7 separate regions of the Mus musculus genome follow, and all the other regions are linked to region 6. Evidence: chromatin contacts called from public Hi-C, HiChIP or PLAC-seq and promoter capture Hi-C data. All regions are on one chromosome and are shown on one strand. The core of a region is the stretch at or near the end of the contact, and the rest is flanking DNA. Distances in the headings are between cores, read along the strand shown.

What was found. Promoter capture Hi-C pulls out the DNA fragments that hold promoters and counts their contacts. Hi-C and Micro-C count contacts between places; a contact is called where the count stands out from the background. HiChIP or PLAC-seq counts read pairs in DNA pulled down with a chosen protein or histone mark.
Region 1: a promoter capture Hi-C map of liver shows a contact between it and region 6, with 2.9 times the contacts expected there. The contact joins the enhancer-like site here to the promoter of Atg5 in region 6. A contact is called at or near these places in 4 of 39 promoter capture datasets (embryonic stem cells, hippocampal neurons, liver and 1 more) and 2 of 115 datasets of contacts at active chromatin or transcription factors (bone marrow-derived macrophages and large pre-B cells).
Region 2: a promoter capture Hi-C map of hematopoietic stem and progenitor cells shows a contact between it and region 6, with 5 times the contacts expected there. The contact joins the enhancer-like site here to the promoter of Atg5 in region 6. A contact is called at or near these places in 10 of 39 promoter capture datasets (the 3T3-L1 cell line, the C10 cell line, frontonasal cranial neural crest and 6 more), 2 of 484 Hi-C or Micro-C datasets (bone marrow-derived macrophages and olfactory sensory neurons), 6 of 115 datasets of contacts at active chromatin or transcription factors (astrocytes, embryonic limb bud, embryonic stem cells and 2 more) and 3 of 9 other capture datasets (adipose tissue, liver and macrophages).
Region 3: an H3K4me3 HiChIP or PLAC-seq map of the 230-238 cell line shows a contact between it and region 6, with 14 read pairs. The contact joins the enhancer-like site here to the promoter of Atg5 in region 6. A contact is called at or near these places in 9 of 39 promoter capture datasets (the 3T3-L1 cell line, the C10 cell line, cranial neural crest and 5 more), 15 of 115 datasets of contacts at active chromatin or transcription factors (the 230-238 cell line, astrocytes, bone marrow-derived dendritic cells and 8 more) and 2 of 9 other capture datasets (adipose tissue and macrophages).
Region 4: a promoter capture Hi-C map of liver shows a contact between it and region 6, with 6 times the contacts expected there. The contact joins the enhancer-like site here to the promoter of Atg5 in region 6. A contact is called at or near these places in 16 of 39 promoter capture datasets (the 3T3-L1 cell line, the HPC-7 cell line, HPC-7-derived erythroid cells and 11 more), 1 of 15 datasets of contacts at CTCF or cohesin (embryonic stem cells), 3 of 484 Hi-C or Micro-C datasets (B cells, bone marrow-derived macrophages and hematopoietic stem and progenitor cells), 34 of 115 datasets of contacts at active chromatin or transcription factors (the 230-238 cell line, the SCID.adh cell line, bone marrow-derived dendritic cells and 21 more) and 4 of 9 other capture datasets (adipose tissue, embryonic stem cells, liver and 1 more).
Region 5: a contact with region 6 is called in an HNF4G HiChIP or PLAC-seq map of pancreatic cancer cells. The contact joins the promoter of Prep here to the promoter of Atg5 in region 6. A contact is called at or near these places in 19 of 39 promoter capture datasets (the 3T3-L1 cell line, 3T3-L1-derived adipocytes, the C10 cell line and 13 more), 5 of 484 Hi-C or Micro-C datasets (B cells, bone marrow-derived macrophages, embryonic stem cells and 2 more), 37 of 115 datasets of contacts at active chromatin or transcription factors (the 230-238 cell line, CD4 T cells, the NIH/3T3 cell line and 26 more) and 4 of 9 other capture datasets (adipose tissue, embryonic stem cells, liver and 1 more).
Region 7: a Hi-C map of B cells shows a contact between it and region 6, with 28 read pairs. The contact joins the enhancer-like site here to the promoter of Atg5 in region 6. A contact is called at or near these places in 20 of 39 promoter capture datasets (the 3T3-L1 cell line, the C10 cell line, cranial neural crest and 11 more), 1 of 15 datasets of contacts at CTCF or cohesin (embryonic stem cells), 7 of 484 Hi-C or Micro-C datasets (B cells, CD8 T cells, LSK cells and 4 more), 43 of 115 datasets of contacts at active chromatin or transcription factors (the 230-238 cell line, the SCID.adh cell line, T-cell acute lymphoblastic leukemia and 26 more) and 2 of 9 other capture datasets (adipose tissue and liver).

The regions. Positions count from the first base shown.
Region 1 is chr10:45,209,295-45,212,659 of GRCm38.p6, reverse strand. No RefSeq gene overlaps it. Among named protein-coding and RNA genes, the nearest start is that of Gm26016, 58 kb to the left of the region's middle. Within about 2 kb of position 1,864, at least 5 of the 459 cell types and tissues checked have an H3K27ac peak or open chromatin away from gene starts, as enhancers often do. A contact at or near this core is called in liver, where this site is marked.
Region 2 is chr10:45,126,924-45,130,647 of GRCm38.p6, reverse strand. The region is part of intron 10 of Prep (prolyl endopeptidase); the gene reads right to left. Among named protein-coding and RNA genes, the nearest start is that of Prep, 62 kb to the right of the region's middle. Within about 2 kb of position 1,312, at least 77 of the 459 cell types and tissues checked have an H3K27ac peak or open chromatin away from gene starts, as enhancers often do. A contact at or near this core is called in hematopoietic stem and progenitor cells and hippocampal neurons, where this site is marked.
Region 3 is chr10:45,102,695-45,106,284 of GRCm38.p6, reverse strand. The region is part of intron 6 of Prep (prolyl endopeptidase); the gene reads right to left. Among named protein-coding and RNA genes, the nearest start is that of Prep, 37 kb to the right of the region's middle. Within about 2 kb of position 1,909, at least 55 of the 459 cell types and tissues checked have an H3K27ac peak or open chromatin away from gene starts, as enhancers often do. A contact at or near this core is called in the 230-238 cell line, double positive thymocytes, liver and 3 more, where this site is marked.
Region 4 is chr10:45,047,640-45,051,183 of GRCm38.p6, reverse strand. No RefSeq gene overlaps it. Among named protein-coding and RNA genes, the nearest start is that of Prep, 18 kb to the left of the region's middle. Within about 2 kb of position 2,238, at least 85 of the 459 cell types and tissues checked have an H3K27ac peak or open chromatin away from gene starts, as enhancers often do. A contact at or near this core is called in B cells, adipose tissue, bone marrow-derived dendritic cells and 4 more, where this site is marked.
Region 5 is chr10:45,065,632-45,069,232 of GRCm38.p6, reverse strand. It overlaps Prep (prolyl endopeptidase), which reads right to left and starts at 2,017. Exons shown (of 15, transcript NM_011156.3): 1 at 1,858-2,017. The coding sequence starts at 1,902. It also overlaps 2310075K07Rik.
Region 6 is chr10:44,267,027-44,270,816 of GRCm38.p6, reverse strand. Atg5 (autophagy related 5) reads right to left here and starts at 2,478. Exons shown (of 8, transcript NM_053069.6): 1 at 2,233-2,478. It overlaps Gm40637 (a long non-coding RNA gene), which reads left to right and starts at 2,615. Exons shown (of 2, transcript XR_871625.2): 1 at 2,615-2,704; 2 at 2,856-3,075.
Region 7 is chr10:44,999,213-45,002,776 of GRCm38.p6, reverse strand. No RefSeq gene overlaps it. Among named protein-coding and RNA genes, the nearest start is that of Gm40639, 23 kb to the left of the region's middle. Within about 2 kb of position 2,031, at least 127 of the 459 cell types and tissues checked have an H3K27ac peak or open chromatin away from gene starts, as enhancers often do. A contact at or near this core is called in B cells, CD8 T cells, the SCID.adh cell line and 9 more, where this site is marked.

The DNA.
Region 1 (3,365 bases), core at 615-3,114, 940 kb before region 6:
CAGCCTCAGTCTTGCTGAGACACCCCCCCCCCCAACCCAGCCTGGTTTTCATACCCACTGACTATATCAGAAAAGCCTTCTTTGCTAAGTACTGCCACTTACACATTGACTTCTTCTTTCTTCGTATTCCTCTCTTGTCGTATTGGTCTAGTTAAGACATTAAACACTATATTGAATGAGAGTGGAGAAAATGACACCCTCGTCTTTGTTCTGATTTTTAGTGGAAATGCTTTGAATTTCTCTCCTTTCAGCATGTTGTTGGCTCTATGCTTGTCACATATAGCTTTTATTAAGTTGAGATACATTCTTTCGATTCCTGGTCTCCTCAGAGCTCTCATCACGATGGATTTTACCCATCTATTAAGATGATCATGTTATTTCTATCCTTGTGTCCATCTATATGATATCTTACATTTGTACTGATGTACTGATTTGCCTATGTTGAAACATCCTGTATTTCTATGAAGAAAACAACTTAATCATGATAAATGATATTTTTCATGGGATCTTGAATTCAGTTCAAAAGCATTTTATTGAGACTAGGAAAGTAGTTTAAATTTTCTTTGTTGTTGTATCTTTATCTGTGTTTTAGTATCGGGGTAATACTGGCTTCATAGAAGAGTTTGGTAGAATTTCTTTCTCCTTTATATTATAAAATCGTTTGAGAAGAATTGATGATAATTATTATTTGAAGGTTTGGTTAAAATTATGTGTGAATCCATGTGAGTCTGGACTTTTAGTTGGGAGTGTTTTTGTTTTTGTTGTTGTTTTATCGTTTCCATGTTGTAGATCTCCTTACATTGTTAATTTCATGTTGGTTTAATGCTGTGATAGGTCATACACATATAAATATTTACCTACTCCTTTTAGATTTTCCAGTTTAGTGGAATATGCTTTTAAGGAATAGCCTAATAATTTTCTGAATTTCATCCATATTTATTATAATTTTATATTTGCATCTCTAACTTTATTACTCCAAATATTTTCTTTCTTTGGTCTGGCTGAATATTTGACAATGCTGTTTATCTTTTCCAACAATCAACTCTTAGTTTCATTGACTCTTTTGTTTTTGCTTTCTATTTCTATTTCATTAATTTTGCCCCGATCTTTATTACTTCCTTTCTTCTACTGTTTTTGGGTTTGCTGTATTCTTGCTTAAGTAATTTATTTGATATCACTCTGATGTTTTCACTTTTATGACTGTTTTAAGTCACCTCCCATCATTGTGTTAAGGTCAGTATGTGAATTTAAATGTAATGGAGTTTCTTTTATAAAATTGAGTACACCAGTGTTAGGTGTGTTTTTAGAAGTGTAATAGACTCTGTTTTTTCTTTGAATAGAATGAGGTGTCCCTCCTCCCACTTTCTCTGTTTTTACCAGATATGCTATGCTATCTCTGTGTGGTCCTGGCTATCCTAGAACTCATTCTGTAGCCCAGGCTGGCCTTGAACTCAGAGTTCCATCTGCCTCTGCTTCCCAAATGCTGAGATTAAAGGTGTGTGCCACATCTGCCCAACTTCCTTTTCTTCTCTAACTGGTTTTGGTTTGAAGTCTATTGTGTCAGATGCTTGGACAGTAACACCTGCTTGTTTCTCCATTCCAATTCCACTTGCTTGAAATACCCTTTTCTCCCACATGCAAAGTGAGTTCCAGGACAGCCAGGGCTATACAGAGAAACACTGTCTCAAAAACAAAACAAAACAAAACAAAACAAAACAAAACAAAACAAAACAAAATATATGAATGTATTTAATTATATGAAGGTGTTTTGCCTGTATGCAGGTCTGTATTCCAGTAGCTGGCATGTGTGGTGCCCAAGAGGGCAAGAAGAGGGCATTAGATCACTGCACTGGAGTTACAGACAGTTGTAAGTTGCCATGTAGGAGTTAAGAATCAAATTTCTGTTGTCTGGGAGAGAAGCCCATACTCTTAATCATTGAGCAATGTAACTTCAATTTTTCTTAACCCTACTTTTAATAATGGTTCTTAAATGCTTTAACCTCCTGTCCTGCCCACCACGCACCCAAGGTAGTGGAAAAGAAAGGATATGGGGGAAGTAGACTTGTTTAGAAATTATTCTTTGGTGCATATCCCATCTGTGTTGTCAGGAAATGAGCAGTTCAGTTCACAGGTTAGCAAGAGCAGATTGATCCACTCCCCAACACTTCACAAATATACCAGAGTCCAGTTCAGTAGGGTTGGGATAGTAAACACAAATCAGCAGGGGTGGCATGACCTAGCAGAGACAGTTCAGCCTCAGCTGAATTGGCACAAGCTGGCAGGAGGGACCACAGCCAACAGGAATGCCAGGAATAGTTCTCAGCTGTGCCTCTCTCTCTTTTCTCTCCTTTTTTCAATTTAATTTTTTAGATATTTTCTTCATTTACAATTCAAATGCTATCCTCAAAGTCCCTTATACCCTCCCCCAACCCTGCTCTCCAACCCACTCCCCCTTCCTGGCCCTGGTATTCCCCTGTACTGGGGCATATAAAGTTTGCAAGACCAAGGGCCTCTCCTCCTAATGATGGCCGATTAGGCCATCTTCTGCAACATATGCAGCTAGAGACACGAGCTCAGGGGGTACTGGTTAGTTCATATTGCTGTTCCTCTTACAGGGTTGCAGACCCCTTCTGCTCCTTGGGTACTTTCTCTAGCTCCTACATTGGGGGCCCTGTGATCTATCTAATAGATGATTCTGAGCATCCACTTCTGTATTTGCCAGGCACTGGCATAGCCTCATAAGAGTCAGCTATATCAGGGTCCTGTTGGCAAATTCTTGCTGGCATATGCAATTTGTGTCTGCATTTGGTGGTTGTTTATGGTATGGATACCAGGATGGGCCAGTCCCTAAAAAGGGAAGTAGACACAATAAAGAAAACCTAAAGTGGGGCAACTCTGGAGATAGAAATCCTAGGAAAAAAATCTGGAACCATGGATACGAGCATCAGCAACAGAATACAAGAGATGGAAGAGAGAATCTCAGGTGCAGAAGATTCCATAGAAAACATGGACACAGCAATCAAAGAAAATGCAAGATGCAAAAAGATCCTAACTCAAAACATCCAGGAAATCCAGGACACAATGAGAAGACCAAAACTAAGTATAATAGGTATAGATCAGAATGAAGATTTTCAACTTAAAGGGCCAGTAAATATCGTCAACAAAATTATAGAAGAAAACTTCCCTAACCTAAAGAAAGAGATGCCCATGAACATACAAGAAACCTACAGGACTCCAAATAGACTGGACCAGAAAAGAAATTCCTCCTGACACATAATAATCAGAACAACAAATGCACTAAATAAAGATAGAATATTAAAAGCAGTAAGGGAAAAAGGTCAAGTAACATATAAAGGCAGACCTAT
Region 2 (3,724 bases), core at 63-2,562, 860 kb before region 6:
CTGCACAGACAAGAGAAGGGCAGGCCGCTCTGCACAGGGGTATTACACCCTCATCCAGAGTGCCAAAGCTCTACAGACATCTGTGTATGCAGGACGACATCATGTACAGGTGAATGCAAATGCAGGGGCAGCCAACTGAGAACAACTCATAGCATTCCAGGTCACTGCCACGGTGAGACCTCAGTGCTCCATGAAAACACTGCCCTTCACCCTTCCCTAGGCTACCTACAAAACTGTTACATAGTGTGTGTGAGAGAGAGAGAGAGAATGAGAGAGACAGACAGAGACAGAGACAGAGACATGGCAAGGGGCATACACTGGGGTCAGAGGATAGCTTGTGCAAATCAGTTCTTTCCTTCCAGCACGTGGGTTTCAGAGACCAAGCTCAGGGTGCCAGGCTTATCAACAAGCACCTTCCCTGGCTGAGTTATCTTGCCACGGCCCCTCCCTGTTTCTAACCAAGGCCTGAGTATACAGACCCAGTGTTACGGAAAAAGATTATCACTAGTACAGCAGACAGCTCACGTGGATGCGGGTGGGCCGCACTATGAACTTGGAGCAACACTTCATGGCATCAAAAAGCTTATCCATGCTCAAGAACATGTCCTAGCAACAGCAGAGCCTGTATGCTAGCACCACACATCAGTTATTACCGAGGTCACAGAAACCTAAAGGTAAAAACAAAGTCCAAACCTAACTTAAAAGAGCAGATGCTGGGGGTGATGGTAGTGCACACCTTTAACCCCAGCATGAGGCAGAGGTAGGTAGATCTCTGTGAGTTCAAGGCCAGCCTGGTCTTCAGAGCAAGTCCCAGGACAGCTATGGCTACATAGAGAAACCCACAAAAGAAAACATAACAAAACAAAACAAAACAAAACAGAAAAGATATCCCACTACTGTGACTCCAAGGCATGTTGGCAAACACAAATGGTCAATGCTAAGATTGAGGTACACAGCAGACCACTGTGAGGACGGTCACCCTAAGAAAGTGTCCTACTAAGTATAAAGGACAAGAGGCACAGGCAGTGACACCATGGCCGAACGCTTAAAATCCTTACTATTGCCTGCACCTGCTCATAAAATATGGATACAGGGGCTCTTCTAATTTATCTCGTCTTTTACACAACGTGAGACCGTTAAGGAAAGAGAATAGTTGGCGTATATTCAGCTCCTGGTCCATTTTCAGGTTTATGATTTTTTTCTTTCATTTTAGTCTGAGGGGGAAAAAACCAATCTCTCAGCTGGCTGAACCACAATGAGACTCTGAGAAGCCAGGAAGTGAATTCTGGCTACGCTCCATTTCTTTGTTATGCCCCGTTCAACCACAGCACACAATTCCATCCACTGATGACACGGGCCAGCGGCACCATGAGCACACGGCACGCTGAGGCTCAGCTTCTCGCACTGGCTGTGAAATTATGGATCTCGCAGCAGTGCAAAGGCAGAAGCACACTCTACAAGACAGGAGGTCCTAAGCGTCAGTGATTGTAAACCACTCACTCTCCTCCCCAGCCCCCACGGCAAGAGGGCTTCTCTCAGCCCCTGGCCGGAAATGTTCCACACACGATGTCATCTTTCTCTGGACCAGGGCAGTAGCATCTTTTCAGATCTTGGTGTGTTTCAATCCTTGGGCTTGCCGACATTTCCCGGAGAGTAGTGCCAACCTATGGAATGTCTGCATTCAAACAAACAGTCCCTGGCAGTGTTATAAATCTGTATCGACTTACTGAGAGTCTAAACTTTCTTTCATTTTTGTTAAAAGAGAAAGACGCGTATTACTGGCAATATGTGTGGGTAAGATTCCCAGGCAGGTTCCCCAATCTGTTTCACGAGGTGGCATCGCTAATGTATCTTAGCTTCTCTGGAAAAGACTTGGGCAGACAGGTTCTGATCAACCCGATGTGGTTGTTTTACAGTAAAAAGCAAAGGAGGTAATAAATTAACTAGAGATTTAATAAACCCACCTAAAACTAAAATTCTTACATGGATCAGAGAGGAGGAGAGAGAGAGAGAGACAATGAGTTCTCTGGGATCTGATTCTGAGACTTGTTTCCCCTGTTGCTTTGAACAGTAACTTAAGACAATTAATAAGAAAACGTGTTTCCGATGTGGCCAGTTTTCCCAGAGCTGCCACCAGGATGGGTAAAAGCAACACAGACAGTGTTCTGTGTCTGAGGATGAAACTCAGCACCAGGCCCTTCACCTTCCCAGGCAAAATGCACAGGCCTTGTGAAATGCAGACCGTCCACACACACCCTCCCCAGTGTGTATGGGGTGGCTTAGCCGGCTGTCTCCTTGCCCTTCCCTCTCCATCTCGTTTGGTCCTTCTGCTGCTGCATCTCCAGGAAGACGGTACCTCTAGGAGGTAGGTCGTGAACACTATTAGTTAGTGGTTGCCAACCCTATTGGCCAATCTACACATCTGCATGGTCACACACTTTACCTATAGAAGAGAAGGAGTCAGGGAAGTGTATTCAAATCACACCAAGAAAAAGCACAAATTCATGTCATTCCCAGAATCGCTGGAAACAAAAATGAGTTTTTCCAGACCTGCTGCCTTGACTTACCACTTTACTATACACCGTGAGGATGCTTTTCACTCTCGCACAAAGCCCTCCCTAGAGCTGTGGGAAGCGACTGTTGGAAACACCGCTGAGAGCGTCATCAAACCATGCGCACATCTGCGTCCCGTCTCTACTGCATAAATGTAAACCCAGACCCCTGCAAATGGGCCTGAAACAACAGCGCTCCACGGAGTGGTGGCAATTAGTATGATGCCCGTGACGGGCACAGAACACTGAGCAGTGTGCTGCCCTCTGCAAGCCAGTGTGCTAGTCCTTAAGTGTTTACCTATGTAATGCTCTAAGTATCTGACAAGGTCAATGCCAGAGCAGCCTTGAGTCACGGAGCACTGGGGACAGAGACTCTGAGTCTTACAGTGGCACAGGTACCTAGCACGACCAGGCACACTGAATACCTGGAAATCTAGCTGCTCTGTTCTTCAGCTTTCCCTGTCCCCTCTCCAAATCCAGCATTTAGAACTGAAAATGAATATATACCGTCCTCACCGGGGATGCCCAGGAAGGACTAGAAAAGTCAAATGTAACAGCTGATAGGAATACACCTCTTACAGAGCCATGTTATATGCATGCGGGGTGGAAACCCTCCCAGATGCCCAACTAGCAATGAAGCTGAGTGTCTAACAGTCAAAGTGATGTAGAAAAATCACAAACACTACAGTTATTCCTATTGAACAAGACTGTACTCAATCTATATGTTACTTCACAATACACAGTGCCTTCTAATAACTCCAAAGGGATCCCGAACACTACTTACAGTTGGAAGCAGTGACAGAAAGGCTGTGTGCCTTGCCCAAGGCCACTCAATATGTACAGGACGAAGTCTGTCCTGTCTGAAAGGGCTTTTGAAATAATAAGCCTGGTGCTTCTGATTTTAAACACTACTCACACAGATTATAATCCAGCAGACTTTCTCAAAGGTCCTAACATACTAAATAAATTAGGACATGTATAATGGACCATAGTCTGTGGTGCAGCCCTTCAGTCAATATACTCAGCAGCCAGTATATGAACACATGGGCACAGCTGTTCTCCAATCAACAGAAGACCAGCTTGCTGGCAGTTAACACAGGACACAGATGGTAAACCGCAATCCTATACCCAATCCAGCTCCCACCTGTTTTTGTAAATACATTTCTACTTAG
Region 3 (3,590 bases), core at 660-3,159, 840 kb before region 6:
AAAGCTAAAGTAAAGATAAGTGTTATTGTAAGACCTGGTGAGAGCGGCATCAACCTACGCTTATTCTTCTACAGCTCATTTTCATGTAATATCTTTTTGATTACTAGCTTTCACTGATCTATATAAATGTAACCTACACATTTTACCTGCTGGATGCTATACATACAATCTAGGGATTCCACACAACTGAGCCTTCTCCCTACTATTAAATATTTAGATTGTTTCAGTTTCCTTCATACAATAAACGATTCCTTAGGAAAATCTTAAACATATCTGTAAGCTAAAGTACTTCCCAGGTGGGAGACCTAAAACGGAAGTAACCAGTCACTGGATATGTATATACTCAACCTTATTAGACAACTGTAGTGACTTCTGTGATTACCTGGCTGCAGTGTATGAAATTCGGTATCTCTACAGTCGTATGATTGTAAACTTTATGTCAACTTGGCTGAGCCACAGTGTTCAGATATCTGGTTAATCAAGATGCTTCTGTAGTAATGTCTCTTAAATGAGTGGGCGCGCGCACACACGCACACACACACACACACACACACACACACACACACGAATGCATGCAGACACATGAATGCATGCACACGCATGCAGACAGACAGACACACACACACACACACTGTTGACTCTTTTAACTTTATTTATTTTTTTTATTAGATATTTTCTTTATATACATTTCAAATGCTATCCTGAAAGTTCCCTATACCCTCCTTCCACCTTTCTCCCCTACCCACCCACTCCTGCTTCTTGGCCCTGGCATTCCCCTGTACTGGGGCATATAAAGTTTGCAAAACCAAGGGGCCTCTCTTCCCAGTGATGGCTGATTAGGCCATCTTCTGCTACATATGCAGCTAGAGACACAAGCTCTGGGGGTACTGGTTAGTTCATATTGTTGTTCCACCTATAGGTTGCAGACCCCTTCAGCTCCTTGGGTTCTTTCTCTAGGGGCCCTGTGTTCCATCTTATAGATGACTGTGAGCATCCACTTCTGTATTTGCCAGGCACTGGCATAGCCTCACACGAGACAGCTATATCAGGGTCACACTGTTGACTCTTGTTCCGTATAAGAGCCTTGCTACACTTTCTACCTGTGATCCTTTAATTTGGTCATTTCATAGACATATTCTAAGTATCTATATGTACAAACTCATGTTTTATTTATGTATATTAATGATGTGTCAGTAAACTCACAGAAAATGTCACACCAGACGAAGGAGACAATCACACGTAAGCATGGAACTATGCCACATATTACACATCAACAAGTGCCACAAATAATAGGAAGAAATCTTAGCAAAGGGGGCAGGACATGTGGTGAAGGTCTGTAGTTTTAAAAATAGCACTGGGGGAGGCCCCTTAGCACAGCTCACTGGCAATGCCTCAGAGCTGTCATTTCATTTGACATTATCTGTGTGTGTGTGTGTGTGTGTGTGTGTGTGTGTTATCTGGAGGCTCTTGGTATTTTCTTGTTACTTTCACTTATTTGTAAGTAGATTACTACAGACTTGGCCTTAACAGTGTTCTTGGGATTTGCTGTGCTCCTTGGATCTGTGGTTTGTGTATTTTAACAAAAGTACCTTTTTTTTTTTTTTCAGCATTTCCCCTCATTTACATTTTAAAAACACCCTCATCTCTATCTTGGCATGTCAAACAATGAGCTTCACTTGGTCCTGTATAACGTTTTCTAAAAGCCGTTGTAAATTATTTCTATAATTTTTAAAGTCTTTGCTAACTCATTTGCCATTTCTGAATCTATCCGTATGATTAAGGATTTTCCTGGCTCCAGGTCACATTATTGTGCTTCATCGGCCATGTGGTGACTTCTGAATTGGACTCTGTGACTTGGAACGTCGTCAGGACTTTTTCTCTCTAATCTGCCTGTAAAATGTTTTGAATCAATTAATTTTCTGGCAAACCAGTTGGCCCCATTCCCACTTGCTCTCCAGCTTTGCTGGCTCAGGTCTGCAGCCTGACTGCACAAGCTCTCGCTCTCTAGGGACCACTGACTCCCTAGGTGCTGATAAGGCTTTGTGACTTTTGTCATAACGCTGTCACCAAGCCTTGTCAAGCGGTTAGTGGTTTATAGCTCCTGGGTGTTGAGCTCAGCCTGAATTAGGGAGCCCCATTCAATGCGCATGCATCCTGATAGAAGCCACAGAGTGATCCAAAAGCAAATCCCTGTGACTCTTCCCAGGAAGTCGCCACCACCACACACACCTTCAGTCTCTCTGGATCCTCAGTTTGGTGAGAATAAAATGCTCAGTTTCATTCCCAGACCTGTGTGTGTGTGAGTGCGCGCATGTTGCGTGTCTGTGTATATGTGTGTGTATACATATATACATATAATATACATATACATACATACATACATACACACACACACATATATTTTAAAGACAGAATCTCATGAAGCTCAGGCTGGCCTTGAACTCACTATGCCACCACAGATGGCCTTCAGTTCCTTCCTGGTCCTTCTGGCTCCACTTACTGAGTGTTAGGATTACAGGTATGTACAACTACACCTCAAAGTCAATTTCTTTATGACCCTTTTTCACTTCCGACTGATCAGAGTCACACATTTCATTTCTTTTCTGCTTTTACTAAGCTAACAAACTAATGCTCGTCATGTTAGCCCCACCTTTTTAGACAGTCCTATATTAAAAGCATCAGTAATCACAATTATAATTTTATTAGATATTATGCAAAACAGCCTCTTTAACATTAATTAGTTCAGGCTTTTGTTCTCTTGTCCTTTGAAAACAGACAGAAACTGTGCAGCTGCTTCGAGCCAGGCCACATCAATCACAAGTGACAGGCCTTCAGCTGCAGCGCCTCAGTCAATGGAAAAACAGAACAGCAACGTTCGCGCGAGAGCACCAGACCTTGGCGAGCAGCTGCTTCTGGAGTATCCCAGGAGCATCCCAGCACCACCAGACTAACAGCCCCAGCAGGTCACAGTCAGTCTAAGGCAGGGGTCCCAGGGCACACCGCTGTCACAATGACAGTTAAGACAGGTGTCGTCCTCTTGGTGATCATCACAGAGTCGCATAATTTGCCTAACTGGAAACACCTTTGTATTTTCAACGTTCAAGCTGTCAATCTCAAAACTATGTCTACATGATTTTCCTCTGAATGTACAGATTAGAAAAAAATACCTTTCTCCACTAAAAATTAATTAGGAACAATAGTTCCTTAGCTTCTTAGAATACTTTAAGGTTATTTTAAAGATGATTTTTAGAGATCACTGTGAAGACAAACATTCTGCTAATAAGGTCTTTCTGACTCTAACAGATAAGCGGTGGGGTTGGGGGGATCAAGAAGCAAACAAACAAGAGAGTCAGGGTCTGGACTTTGATGGACAGCCTAAGTCCTCCTCTACAAAGTATTACTGTTTTAAGCAGTATGATAGTAGTTATAGTAGCCTCGCTTTCTGAAAGCAATCTGACTAAAAACACTGTGTGGAAAAGAGAAGCAGTAATGCTAGTCTGACCAATTATGAAATATGTAATTCCTAAGTTTCTAGTTTTCATACCCTTTATTTTATAAGATTTTAAGTCTTGCAAACTTCCTTAAAGTCA
Region 4 (3,544 bases), core at 989-3,488, 780 kb before region 6:
TGCCTGGCTTTGATTACACGGCGGGCAGCGAAACTTTTCATCTGAACAGAGTGTAGGAAGTGCCTGTTTCTTAGGTCGTTTTCTTGCAAATGTTTTCTAAGACTCCTGGAAAGTGAGGCTACTGGACTCACGGCCCAATAATCTCTATAGCTCTGCTTTCTGCCACGGGTCTGGTCTGAGGTTTTACTCTATTTTTCAAGCCACAGACTCTGGCTTGGTCCTTGAGTATATTGTTGTCTGAACCTTACAGGGAAAGATTCCCCCTGGGATTTCTTGTTTTTTCTATGACATCAAGTGTGTCCAGCCTGTTTTGGTGGAGACTTTTCCCACAGCTCCCTCAAGAGCTTTCTCCCTTGTGCATACCTCAGGATGAATGTCTGTCTCCAGATTTCTCTAGGATAAAGGCACAACTTTTTAAAAGATTATCTAGTAATGAATCGATTTACTGTTATAATACACAATAAGTGAGAAATGCATTATTGAGAATTTTTTTTGTGGTTTTTTTTTGTTTTGTTTTGTTTTGTTTTGTTTTGTTTTTAGAGACAGGGTTTCTCTGTATAGCCCTGGCTGTTCTGGAACTCACTTTGTAGACCAGGCTGGCCTCGAACTCAGAAATCCGCCTGCCTCTGTCTCCCGAGTGCTGGGATTAAAGGCGTGTGCCACCTGGTAACTTACAATGTCTCAATAATACTTTTAAAATGTAATAAGGGTAGAGTCTCCTTTGCTTTCTCTAGCCTTTCTTTGCCTTCCTGCGTTTAGATATTGAGTAATCCGTGAGTTCTTGGCCTCCTCTCCTCTCCTCTCCTCTCCTCTCCTCTCCTCTCCTCTCCCTCTCCTCTCGCTGGCCTACATTCCACTGAAACCTACTGTTCTTCAGAGTAACATCTAAGCTCGCACTCTGAGGTTGACCTGTCTTTTGCTAAAAGGACTTCAAAGGTCCCCATTTCTTATATATATTCGATCTTCTCATTTGCATCAACCTTTTTTATTTTTTTTCCAAGCATCTCTCAGGGGGGAAAATGATCCTTCGTATGCACACATGAGCACACCCAGGAAACTGGACAGAGGAGCCATTCCAGGTTAAATACAAATACCAGTCAAAGGGCAGAACTTCACCTTGTTTTTCCTTTAATAATAAAAGTCCGTTTCAAAGCAGATAGTCACTTAACATACCCATGTATATAACATCTGGGTAGAAGGGACAGAAAAAGCAAAGGAGTCACAAAATATATGAAAACCTCCTAAGCTGAAATCTCAAGAATGAGAAAGGCTGAAATGGTTATAGCTCTGGAGGGAGGGCTGGGGAGGGAAGACACAGTGGTAGATATTTAGGGAAGATGCCTTGGGAGCTAAGAGCAAGGTATACAATGGAGGCAATGTGAGAGGGCGGTGTGGCTGGTGCGCATGCGCAGAGCAGTGCAGGCACTGGGAGAGAGAGAGAAGCTGGAGGAGAAAACAAGTCTCCTATATTCCTTGTCAGAGGGGAGCTAGAGCAATTTACTTCAGAGTAAATCACTTCTACGGTGTGTGAGTCTGATAATATTATTGATATGACCAAAAATATGAACGGGGGCAGACCTGCTGTAATGAGAGATCAGGGACCCAGGGAACAGACAACGCGTTTCCTTCTTAAGTCCTGGGATCGAACAGCTTCAAGTCAGCAGTACCCAGAGGCAAGAAAGAGGGAAGATGGCTCAGCATCTTGCAGAGCCTGGCTGCCTAGCATAGATGCTTGGATTCTAGTGTTACCACCTGGCAAGTAGGAGGGGAGACAGGGTTATGAGCAGGTGTTTTTTATGGGTCAGGCCTGAAAGTAGCACACATTATTGCTTCGCTTCTGCTCCATTAGTCAGATCCAGTCTCGTGGCTACCCCAGATTATAAAGGAACCTGAAAACTGGGGCCTGCGTGTGACGAAGAAGAAAAGAAGATGGGTTTCAGGGACACTGGCAAGTAAGCCCCTGCCTCAGAATGGGAAACCCCTGCTCACTTCCCCACTCAGCCTTTGGTCTGTTGCCTCAGCCTTCCTCACATCTCTTGTCTCCGTCCCATGTCTAATCCCTTCACACCAGTGTATTGAGGCCCTCTTGGGTTACTTCTGTCAACCCTAGTCCTTCTGCCATGTAATTTTTTATGCTTTGGTCAGCAACGAGTTGTTTGTTTGCCCAGCGTGCCCTGCTCTGAGGAAACAGTCCAGCCTTGCTGGTCAGCTGGAGTAACTAGCCATGCAGGTTGGTGAATCAGCAGGTGGCACTCGGTGTCAGCAAGACACCCATTCTAAAGCCACACACAAGTAGTGAACGCCTGGGTTCAGTCACGCTCAGGGGAGCCAAACACTGGCTCTCGTGACCTACTTCCTCAAGACTCGACTTTCAAAAGAGTGACTACGCCCAGGCTGACCAGAGGGTTGTTAAAAACAGAGATGTCAACATGCTCTGAACTGACTGCCAACAAAAACATTCCCTTTGTGTCGCGGCTTTCTTCACAGTGCACTCAGGAAGGACAAAGAAGTTTGACCTGTCTGGGTTGGAGGGCGGCAAGCCGCTGTCCTCAGAATTTCTCTCTAGCAGGTGAAGAAAGAGGAATGGGTGTTTTAAAACGAGAGTTGAGGTGACTGCCCGCACAGGTACTAATTAGCCCTAGTTGCTGTTAGGAAACTGGCTCCCTTCAAAGGCTTCATTGTTTGGCTGCTTCTTCCCTCCACCTGTGTCACCTGCTCCTTTCACTCCACAGCACGTCTAGGGTGTTCTCCCCAGCACTGTAAGGCGCAGATGAAAGTGGTCAAAGGAAAGATCTGGAGATGGAGGCTCTTCATTGAGCCTCGCAGCTAACGCTGACATTGACGGAGATAAGAAGGGACAGGGAACCAGGAAGCTCTTATCTTTGTCTGCCTGTGGCTCTGTTTCTCTTTGCTTACGTCCAAATTCAGACGTTTAAAGATCATATGTCTACGCTCGTGACTCATAGGGTCCTCCGCCATCAAGACAAGCAAATAGTTTCATAGGTAACGTGTCTAGGATAATCTGAATGCTAGGGCTCTCCTTTGCCTTCATTTAAAATACAGGCTCCTAGAAATCCAAGCAAGGGATGGGTTCTCCCTGATGCTAGTTTGCATTGTAATGATCAGAGATTAGTATTTTTCCATCACCTAAAACCATCACCATCCTTTTTTTTTTCTTTTTTTCTTTTTGGTTTTTTGATTTTTGGTTTTTCAAGACAGGGTTTCTCTGTATAGCCCTGGCTGTCCTGGAACTCAGAGATCTGATTGTTAACCATTATTCAGATCTAGCAGTCTCTGTGGGTACAGCAGTACTTTCGGTCTCACTGCCCATCTTAAAAATATATGCATTTCCCTAAACTTCTCTTCCAAGAATTCCCTTTTCATTTACCTCAATTAGGTGCTTTATTGATAGATTGATAGGTTGATTTTTTTTGTTTGTTTTTTTGTTTTGAGAGAATGTTTCTCCATGTAGCCTTGGCTGTTGTGGAATTCACTGTGTAAACCATGCTGGCATCAAACTTAGAGATCTGCCTGACTTTGCCTC
Region 5 (3,601 bases), core at 768-3,267, 800 kb before region 6:
AACATGGCTGAAAGATGGTCGCCGAGAGACAGAACTACAGAAATCTCCAGCATATACTACAGGGGGCCAACCATCCAAAAGCTACAATCAAGCCAATATGAAGTCAAGCCTTCTGGTAGAAGAACTCCCGCTGTAGGAAAATGCCACCAAGGTAGGTTATCAAGTCAACATCAGTACTCAGTAAAACCAGAGGCTAGACCTGACTGGTCCTCCTTCACCAAGACTACAGGCTTAGGGGTATCAGGAGACCTTCAGTGAGAAGGAACAGGGCATACTAAATTTTAAACACTCCTTTCACAGATGTGTGTGAACTTTTAGAAAACTTCATAAAATCCCTATTTAACCCTTTCAGGAACTGTTAAGTACTGATAAACTACAAGACTGGTGCAGATTGGAGTAAGGAAAAATTAAGCAAGAGCCAACACTACCTTCACTCAACTACCGGGTCCAAAAAAGAAAAGAAAATCCTAAGACTATATTTATCAAAGCCACAAAATGGTAGTTATACACACACACACACACACACACACACACACAGGTATAATACATATTATTGGTAACATATATACATGTACATATGCTAACCTGAAAACCGAAAAGACACTCAAGACTCAGAGTCGGAACAGTTTCACATCTTTGTACCTGGCCCACGGCAGAGCTCGGCCATCTAGATGACAAGTCAAGGCCTGTCAGCCTTAATAGTCCATGTATAAAAGGGGGCCTCACACATGAACTCACAACAGGTAAGACTTGCCCAATGTCACCCAGGTAGTGAGGGCCACCAACAACAGCATTCAGGTTGTCTGGGAGTTAACCAGTCCCCTTGAAGATGAATTCAATGAGCAAGCAGTTAAACCAACTGAGAACATGGTTCCCAGGGGTCACCCATTAATGCAGCACAGATACTTGGACGTTCACTTGAAAAGGAGAAGGTCTTTAACACTGAGACTTTACCTCCATGTGTGATGTGCTGAGTTCAGAGTACATTTTCTGTCATGAACCAGATCAAAGTAAACAGGAAAAAAAATAGAATGGTATTATACAAAAATATTTTTACTTTGATTCTATTTTAAGTAACCTGAGAAACCAGGTTGTGACTACAGGAATTGGGGTCCTAATGTTTGGATTCAATCCACTTAAGTCCCAAACTACTTTTTACACACACACACACACACACACACACACACACACACACTTCTGAATTTCACTACCTGGGTCTCAAGTTACCTGCAGTTCACCTGCAGCTTAGGTAAACAGTTAACTCCCAGCGGGGAAAACTTTCCTTGCAAAAGGCCACCCCGTCTTAACTTCCTTTCTTAAGCGAACCTGACTGGCCCCAGCACACTGTGGGCCCACTGCTCCTTCCCCAACACTGCCTCCCTTATTTGCATCCCAGCAGCCAACGTCAGGCACCCGATTCGGGACAGCACAGCCTTAAAGCGCAATGAATGAGCTTCAACTCTAAGGACTTGCAAATTCCAAGTTCTCAAAGTTTGCTTTTGTTTTCAAATCTTACATCATTTTTCCCACGCACACACACCAGCATACACTTGGTGCTACCACCATATTTAAGCCAGACTGCTTCTCCTCTTAGAAGCACAGGGGTACGTTCTGGCTGCCCACTGGCCCCAGATGCCCATGCCTGCCCGGGGGGTCTGTCCTTGGGGCCGAGCGGCGTTGACCACGGGCGTGGACACGTGGGCCGAGGCCGCCCGCTAGGTTCAGGCTGGGAGGAGCCCCGCGACCCGGGCGGCTCCGCAAACAAAGGCCGGGGAGCGGCGCGGGGCGAGCGGGGGCTGCGGGAACCGAGCTGCGGGAGGCGCGGGTCGGGGGGCGCGGTGAGAGCGGGGTACTCACGGAGGTCTCGTCGCGGTACACGTCGGGGTACTGGAAGGACAGCATGGCCGGATCCGGGCGCGGGCTGAAGGGGGGAAGTGCGGGCGAGGCTGGGCGCGGACTGCGGCGGAGGGCGGCGTGCGAGCGGGCGAGCGGACAGCCGGCGTGCACGGGCGGACTCACGGTGGGGCAGTGCGCCAAGCAGGAAGACGCTGTCGGCAAGGCCGGGAGCCCCTCCCCGGCGGGCGGGCCCAAGCGGCGACAAGAGGGAGCGGAGTCGCCGCGCGGGCGCCGGAACGGGCGCACAGCTCCCTCTGCAGGAGCACCAGCCGCGCCCGGGCGCACGGAGGAGCACGCTGGCGACGCCGCGCCACGCCGCTCGGCGACCGGCCTCCCGCAGCCCCGCGCTACGCCGCCTCCCCTCCTTCGCGCCCAGGAAGGAAAACTTTGCCTCTTCCCTGACCTAGGCCGGCTTTCCCCAACCCGCCCGTCCGCCTGCCTGCCACCAGCCACTCTGTATATGGAAGAAGAAATGCTTCAAGGTGATCGTGAAGGAAGTACAGCTTCCTCCCTTAACCCTTGATGGACACGGACTGCTCGGCCTCCAGGCTGAAGAGGTTCTTCAGAGGTGTTGCCAAGACAATGGATGATCCCTTGTTGGAGATTTACTGACTGATGGGGAGCGAGGTGAGAGAACTTATGGTAACCTAGGGTCCTTGTCTGACCCTATGGCTCCTCCCTTCTGCTTCGGGTTTTGTATTTTGAGCAACACTGTTCCTGAGTTGTAAAGAGACAAGATACCTCCTGCCTGATCTCAAACCCATCATGAAGACTGACTGACTACACTTCTCTATCCATGGGCCTCCTTTGTAGACCACCCAGAAGAGGCATTGTAGCCCCAATTTTCAATGTGTATAATGTGTCCTTGCCTTCCTACTTGCCATGGGAAAGATAGGGCCATCAGTAAAAGTCTGCATTATAAGAGAATTCTCACTGTTGGTTTCTAACTATTAAGGCTCATGTTGCAGGCTAGCACTACTGAACCCAGTCGCCAGGGGCTGCCAGGAGGTCTAGCTCCTGCCATCTCTGTGTGCAGTGCGTCATAAAGATAATCCCAAGGACACTTGACTCAGAGAATCCCCAGATAAGCGTTGATGCCTCCTTAAATGTTGATTTGAAAACTGTTATTGTCCCAGTTTTACAGTTGAGATAAACTGGAACTTTGTTTTGCTCAGTTTCACAAATAGTAGGGGTGGAGAAGAAAAGAGAGCCAGGATTCAGTCCCTGAAGGCTAACATTTCATTTCTACCTGTCCGACGTCTTCCCCCTCAGAAGGCACATAGAGATGCAGTTTGTTTGTAGTTTACAAGGGCATCCTTTTTAGCAAGAGAAACTTGAGTTTGACTACTTATGCTAGAAAGACTGACAAGTGTAGCAGCAGCTCATTATTATTATTATCATTATTATCATTGTCCCTGTTGCTGTGATTAAAAAAAAAAAAAAAAACTCTGACTAAGAAAACAAACACAGGGAGGAAAGGATTTGTTTTTGCTTACAGGTCAACATAACTCATTTGTTCTACAGCCCAAGTCTACCTGCTCATGGATGGTACTTCCTAGAGGGCTAGGCCTTCCTATATCAAATAGCAATCAAGAAAATGCCCCGCAGACATGCCCAAAGCAGATCTGCTAGCGGCAACTCTTCCATTATTCCTTCTCCCCCAGTGGGTGTGTGGAACTCACAAGCCATGACAATACTCAGGGAG
Region 6 (3,790 bases), core at 1,229-3,728:
GAACCTTGTGTAATGACCCTCAGCGTAATAAAATATAACTTTTGTATACTATGTAATAAAATATAACTTTTGTATACTATGTAATAAAATATAACTTTTGTATACTATGTGTATCTACCTTCTTGCTTGGGACAATCTCTGTGAGTTCAAGGCTAGCCTGGTCAACAAGGCAAGGTCCATGACATCCAGGGCTGTTACACTGAGAAACCTTGTTTCGAGAAACCAATTTGAAAAAAAACAGTAAAAGAGACAGTTAAAAGTAGAGCCAGGTGGTGGTGGTATAGGCTTTTAATCTCAGCTCTGGGAGGCAGAGGCAAGTGGATCTCTGAGTTCAATGCCAGCCTGGTCTATAGAGCAAGTTCCAGAACAGTCAGGAATACACAAAGAAATCCTGTACAGAGACAGAGAGACAAAGAGACGAAGGAGTGAGTTGGGGAGGAAAGAAAAGGAAGGGTGGAAGGAAGGAATCTGAACTTTTAATCCCAGCCCTCAGAAGGCAGAGGCAAGCAGATAGCTATGAGTTCAAGTCCAGCCTGATACAAGGCCACAGAATGAGACCCTGTCTCAAAAAAAAAAAAAAAGTAAAAGTAAAAAATAGATGGTTCAGCAGTAAAGAATTCCGGCTGCACTTGCAGAGCACATGGGTTTGACTCTCAGTCCCACATGGTGGTTCACATCCTTCAGTACCTCTAGTTCTAGCAGACTCCTTGATGGGCACTAGGCATAAATATGATGGGCATATGGATATGCAGGCAAAACCTGGTCACTTTATGATTAAAATGGAAAAAAAAAATAAGTCTTTACAAAGTCCCACAATGACCTTGTCTCATCTCTAAGCACTCCTATTTGCCCCTGGAATTGGCTAGTATGCTCCAATGGCCTTTCCATGTAGCTTAGCCTCACTCACATACCTTTTCTGTGAACAGCACTAGATCTCCCATGCACACCACCACCCCTACCCATTCCATTTCATTGGCTTATCCTTTTTCTAGAACTTTCTATCACCTGGAAAATACTTTTTTCCCCTTGGGACAGGTGCTCACTGTGTCACTCTGATTAGTCTAAAACTCACTATGCAGACCGGGATTAAAGCTGTGTGTGTGTGTTTGTGTGTTCTTTTCGGAGACAAGAGTCTTGCTCTGTAGTACAGGCTGGCCTCCAACCCAAAGCAACCTTCCTTCCTCAGCTTCTCTAGCACAAGGATTAGAAACGTGGGCAATCACAGTTGGGGTTTGTTTTGTTTTCGGGTTATAGTTTGGTTTTGTGCTGCTCAAGATCCAATGCAGGGCCAAAAAATGCTAGGTTGTTTTTGGGCTTTGGAGGATGTTGTCTGTGTGTTGCAAAGAGTACCATGCCCTCTAGGATTGCAGCAAACTCACTAAATAGCCAAGGCTGGCCTTAAACTCCTGATTTTCCTGCCTTCACCCCACCTCCACTGCTGGAATTAAAGGTACAGGCCACAAAACTGGGCTCAAAGTACAATTAAACTTAGTGTAACATTCTCACCTGCCAAGACAACTACCATAAAGCCAATGTTCTTGTTCTCAAATTTCAATTCAAACAATAATTTTAATGAAGTCAGAATATTTGCATCTGACTCAAATACTCGGTATCAAGGACCCAAGATACTTATCAGGTGAATTCTAGAAGGCTTTAGATAGTCAACTGCTCCTGGGGTTCTGACTAGTGAAGACTTGCTATGCTTTCTCAGTGAAAACAATGCTACATGCTTTGGGAGAAAAACCTACATGCCACCCAGATTCTTAGGTTCCTCAAGTTTATATTCTTTGAGAGCAATTTCAACAAAGTAACTAAATAAACGAAAGTGTTCTACTAACAGAAAAATGCATTTGTTAGTATTAAGTACTAAAATTAAACTGAGACTCAAAGAACTGCATCGAAGAGAAACAGTCTGCGTTTAGATAGAATCAAAAAGCACCGAAACAATTACGATTTAAATAAAATGCAAGTCCTTAACTTGAGCTCCAGACTCGATGCTACATTTCCTACCTTAGTAAGGAACTGACATACTAACTACCCAAAGGGACAGCTAGACTGCCCAAGGGCTCCCGGGCCGGTGTCTCGCCAACCCCACCTCCGCCCAGCGGCACCGCCTCCCCCGCCATCCCTCCGGGTGCGCTCTTTACACGGGCCGCTCGCCCGCAGCCCCTGCCCCTGCCCGGTCCCACTCCCGCCCCACACTTCCACGCCCGGGACACACATGAGCCCTACCCGAGGTGCCGGCTCTGCTCCGGCTTCCCGCAGCGCGAAAGCCGCTCGGTCGGGTTCTGTCTGCCGGGATCACACTGTCCTGCAGAGGCGCAGGAGCAGAAGTCCCAGTGCGCGCGCAGCCGCACAGTGCTGCCGCCCGGGTCAGAAAACAGCCCGACGGGCACTTCCGCCCTCGGAACCAGAGTGAACCGCAGCGCCGGGCGCCCACCGTAGGTCCAGTCACCCTCGGCGCCCGGAGATGACGTCACCAAGACCACGTGGCAAGCGCTCCGCCCTCCGAGCGCGGCCCAACCTGGCAAGACCTGAGTTGCTCCTGAGCGTGCGCAGACACACAGGGAGCGCCTGAACTCGGAACGAGTTTGCCGGTTTTCTTCTTGGATGGACAGAACGCAGTCGTTGGTGTTCCCGGTTGTCAGTGTGACAGTTGTGGAAGAACAGAGAAATAAAGGATCCTGAGACATCGGCTGCCGTGGTAGCAGCATTTTTCTCTTCCTCACAAAACAGTATTGTAAAAACCTTACTTTTAAGGGTGGTTGGGATGGTTTAATTTAGTTGGGTTAGAGTCAGGACAGGGGTATCAAGCTGCAAGTCTGGGACTTAACTAGGTATCTCGTGTTCCTCAGTCTCCCAAGTGCTAGAACTGCAGACGTGAGCCACCACACCCGGCTTTCAAGGTAAACCACATTCATTTGCTCGGTAGAACCTCCCCACTCCTGTAGGACCACAGTAGGCATTAGTGGCTGTATTTAACCCCAGTTGGTAAAAGTACCAAAACCTCCCTCACCTCTAAGAGTACCTTTCCTACTCTTATTGCTTTGAAAATAAAACAAAACGTAAAGAGTACTTGATCTGGGTCTTCACTCACCAAACATTTTAACACCCTCCTCCTCGTCCTCCTCCACCTTCTCTTCCTCCTTCTCTTCTCCCCTCTTACTCTTCTCTTTCCTTCCCCCACCCGGAGAGGATGAGGTGTCCAACTAGATCCTAAGAGATGGTAAATGGAGCCCCGGGAGCTGCAGTTACAGGCAGTTGTGAGGCACCCAGTGCAGGCACTGGAAATGATTTTAGTCTTTTGCGAGATCAGTGAGCACAATTAACTCTTAACTACACTGATCTGTAGGTATTTCTCCAGCCTTTTTTTTTCTTTCCTTTCTTCCTCCTTTTTTGGGTTTGAGACAAGCTCTCGTGCAACGCTGACTGACCTCAAACTCTATGTATAATCATGGATACTCTTTAACCCCCATCCTCCGATCTGACCTTGAATTTACCATCCTTCTGCTTCAATTTCTCTACTGGAATTTCTGCCACGACACTTTGCTCTGTCAGCAGCGGCAGAGCCTGGCTAGAGCCATGAATCTAAATAAAGGCAGTGTTACCTGAAGAAACCCAAGAGGGTCTTGTCAGACTTCTGTTGAGGAGAAGCTGGGTTGGCCTTCATAAGGCTCCACCTAATGTAATTTGGTGCCATTCTCTGGTTATCCTGGGTGTGGACCTTGTACCAGTGTCCACGTCCTGGCCAGTACTTAATAAAACTTGCTCCAAATTTGCCTCAAACTTT
Region 7 (3,564 bases), core at 782-3,281, 730 kb before region 6:
CACAGTGAGGCTGGAAGGTGAAGGCTAGGACAGATAGATTAATATGACAGCTTTTCTCCACAGTGAAGTCATTTGTTAAATAAAATCTCTGGGAAAGCTGACATCATAAAAGAAGTTAGATAGCTCCGGGAGGCAGTCACCACCCTCGATATCCTTGAACTCCAGAGACTTAATGATCTTCAAATAAGTAGTATTTAAACAAATCCCTTTTCAAATGAAGCAAAGGTCTGTTTATTTAATAATCACCATAAACTTTAAGTGGCAGAGAAAACTCCCTTGAATTGATATTTTGTAACAACTGTGTATACTGAGTAGGTGTTTGACTCCTAAAAGTTAAAGGTATTTCTGTTGTTGTGGTTAAATTCTGAATTTTACTGGCTAATCTGTGGGGATAAAAAAAAATAATTACTACTATGTTCAAATTTTGAGCATAAGTGGCCTTTTGTACATTCACATGGAGGGAAGTGGTGAGAGCGAGTTGTTCATCCCTGCAGCTGATGAGGACTGTGTGCACCCATATGCCCTCAAGGTATAAGCAGGACACCCACCACACCTTTATTCTAGTGCACAATGCACAGGGAAGCCTGTGACTCTGGAGGTTAGCATCTGCTCTGTGAGATGCCCTAGACATGGCTTGATGACTCTGTGGGGCTTTTCTATGCAGTCTCTGAAGTCAGACCACTCTGAGGCACATCTATGACAATGTGGTTGGTTTTTGTCTATGTGCAGATTCCTGTGTAGTTGGATTTGTTTGTTTGTTTGTTTGTTTTTTATGGGATTCTTTGAGAATTCAGAAACACACACACACACACACACACACACACACACTATAGATCTTTCTTGTTAGGGAGTTCCACAAACACCCTGAAGCCTGCATGACAACCCCTGATGCACATTCTTATACTTTAATTAATGAACTCATCGTGGATTATTTCTTTAATAGCCTTTCCAGGCTGTCTGCATTTTATTGCCACTTTTTGTCAAAGGAAACATTATTTTAAAAACAATTGAGCAGAATGAGAGTTTTTGAAAGGATGGAAGAAGAAACAAAGAAACAAACTTAAAATCCCAGCAGCTCCTGAGATTCAGTCCCCTTAGAAAACAAACACACTCTCTAGCAAGTGAAATGAGTCAGCACACTCTGTCTATGCTAATTTAAGAAAGGAAAATAAATTCTGAGTTCAGAACAGTACACCCCACTTTTCTAGGCGTTTCTGTCTCATTCTTCATTGAAGTTCTGATCTCTCCTGCATGATGGCCTCCGGCCTGCTGGTCTACCTACAGCTAGCTCCTCTTATCACAACACAGCACATTCTTATCTCTTCTCAGTAAAAACTACCAACTGGGTAAAAATATTTCTAACTGAATTCTCATTTAACATGTGAAACCGGCTCTTTTTCCTCCAGCCTGTGCAGTTTTTTCTTTTTTCTTTTCGGTTACAGGATGTTGTCCCCTTTCTTTTAAAAAAGATCTTTGAGGCATATAAGTTCTGAACTCAGAATTTATTTTCCTTTCTCGAATTAGCTGTAGCTAGAGTGCACTGAGTCATTTCACATGCCAGAGAGTGTGTTTGCTTTCCTCGGCGCCAGGTTGCCCTTTAGCATGCAGAAAGTTAAGAAGAAGGCAGTTTCACAACCCTCCCCTCTTAGCACCTGTCTGCAGTCTCACACCTGAAAATCAGCCTTGTCCTAAAGTGCTCATATGCTGGCCGGAAGTCCAATGGTCACCTCCATTTAAATGGCCTCTCTTCAGGTGCAGTTTTCCAATCTCCCACTAGTTGGGGCTCTACACAAAGAAAAGAAAAGAAAAAAGGAAATAAAGGGGCTCCACAGAATTATTTACTAAGCAAACACTACGCAGGAAGACTTTATTTTCCGTGTTCTTGAAAATACGACTGGTCATTTTATTTTGGTTCTAACACATCGACCACAGGTTTGTTTTGGGTTTTGGTTTTTGTCCCCCCCTCTAACTGCCCCCCCCTCCGTGGGTCAGTTTTATTTGCTCTTCATACCTTGATTTGAAAAGTCTGAACCAAGGTTACTACTGCTTTTGACATCGTTTAGAGGCAGTCAGCTCTCTCAGTGCGTAGTTGCTCTAAACTAGGAACGTGGAAAGTGCATAGACTGAACATTTAGCACACAAACTACAGCTCCACCTTCTCAGTAAGATTATTCTCTGCTCTGCTCTTAAACCCGCAGCACCAAATGCAGCTGATATTTTCTCTCTGTCTCTGTCTGTCTCTCTATGTCCCCGTGGGGCCCCCTCCTCTCTCTCTCTCTGTTTAGTCAGGATGAAAGATCCCCGTGGATAGTCACAAATAATCAAGATCCTCCCGTGCGGTCCACTGGCGCTCAGTTTTAGCTTTGTTTGTCCGGTCTTTCTCCACCTCCCCGGAGATCCTTTGGCAAATCAGATAAACAATGCCTTTTTTGCTTAAGGCAGAAAGAACAGTTGAATACAATGGGAGGCCAGACTTGGCTGAAATGCTGGCTGCAGGTGCTCTCAGCATTGTGGTCATTTAAACCAGATGCTGGGGAGTCGAAGCACCTGCTTCCCCTCTCTGTGTACACTTGAGAGACTGTGCTCCTGCGTAGGACAGGTCAGCGCATGGCTAAAACGAGTGGTGCCCCACAGCAGCATCGTTCTGGTTCATAAGACAGTTGGTACTAGGAAGAGCTTCGTACAGAGCCTGTTTAATCCTCAAACATATGTAGTTTAATTCAATATTCTTCTCTCTCCATTTCCAGACATACCATCACTATTCTGTATACACAGACAGACAGACAGACAGACAGACAGACAGACAGACACACACACACACACACACACACACACACACACACACACACACCTCTGCAACAGAGTCTACTTAAAGTAGACACTCAGATACAACGTTATTTTTCTCTGGTTTATATTATCTAGCAGGAAAGACTGACTAGGAACAAGAGGGTGATGATTTTTATGGTTCTGATAAAAATGAGACAGATGCCGAAAGCCTTGCATAGCTCAGATTTTATGAACATCTCTACAGCCATCATAAATCTATGGACAATCCACAATGAACATTAAATTGTGTACCTTGAATGTTGAGCATTAAATAAGAGATCAGGGTGACACTGCTTGTGTGTGTGTGTGTGTGTGTGACTAGACTAGATTCAAAGCTATAAGAGACTAGTTTGGTATTTTTGTACTAAAATTATTCTAAAGCACAATATTGCAAATCTAAATATGAATACATTAACTTCAGGGATATGTGAAAGTATTCAGAGTGTTTGTGGTATAGCTGTATGAGTCAGGCCTTGCCCTGATGTTAATATTTTAATTTCAATTTAAATATTTCTTTTCATCATAAATTCATTTTGGAACAGAGTCAGTTCTTCACAGTGATGCAGAGGGATTTTTTTTTTTCTTTCTTGTATTTATGAACCATGTTCTTCAAAGTTCATCGAGAAAGCTTTTGTCTTGAGAGCTGAGGTCCTTTCTGGAGGTTTCTGTGCAAACACACCAGTACTAGGGCTGAGGTCGGATGCCTGGAGGAGAGTCAAATAGAGGCCTTTTCAAGAT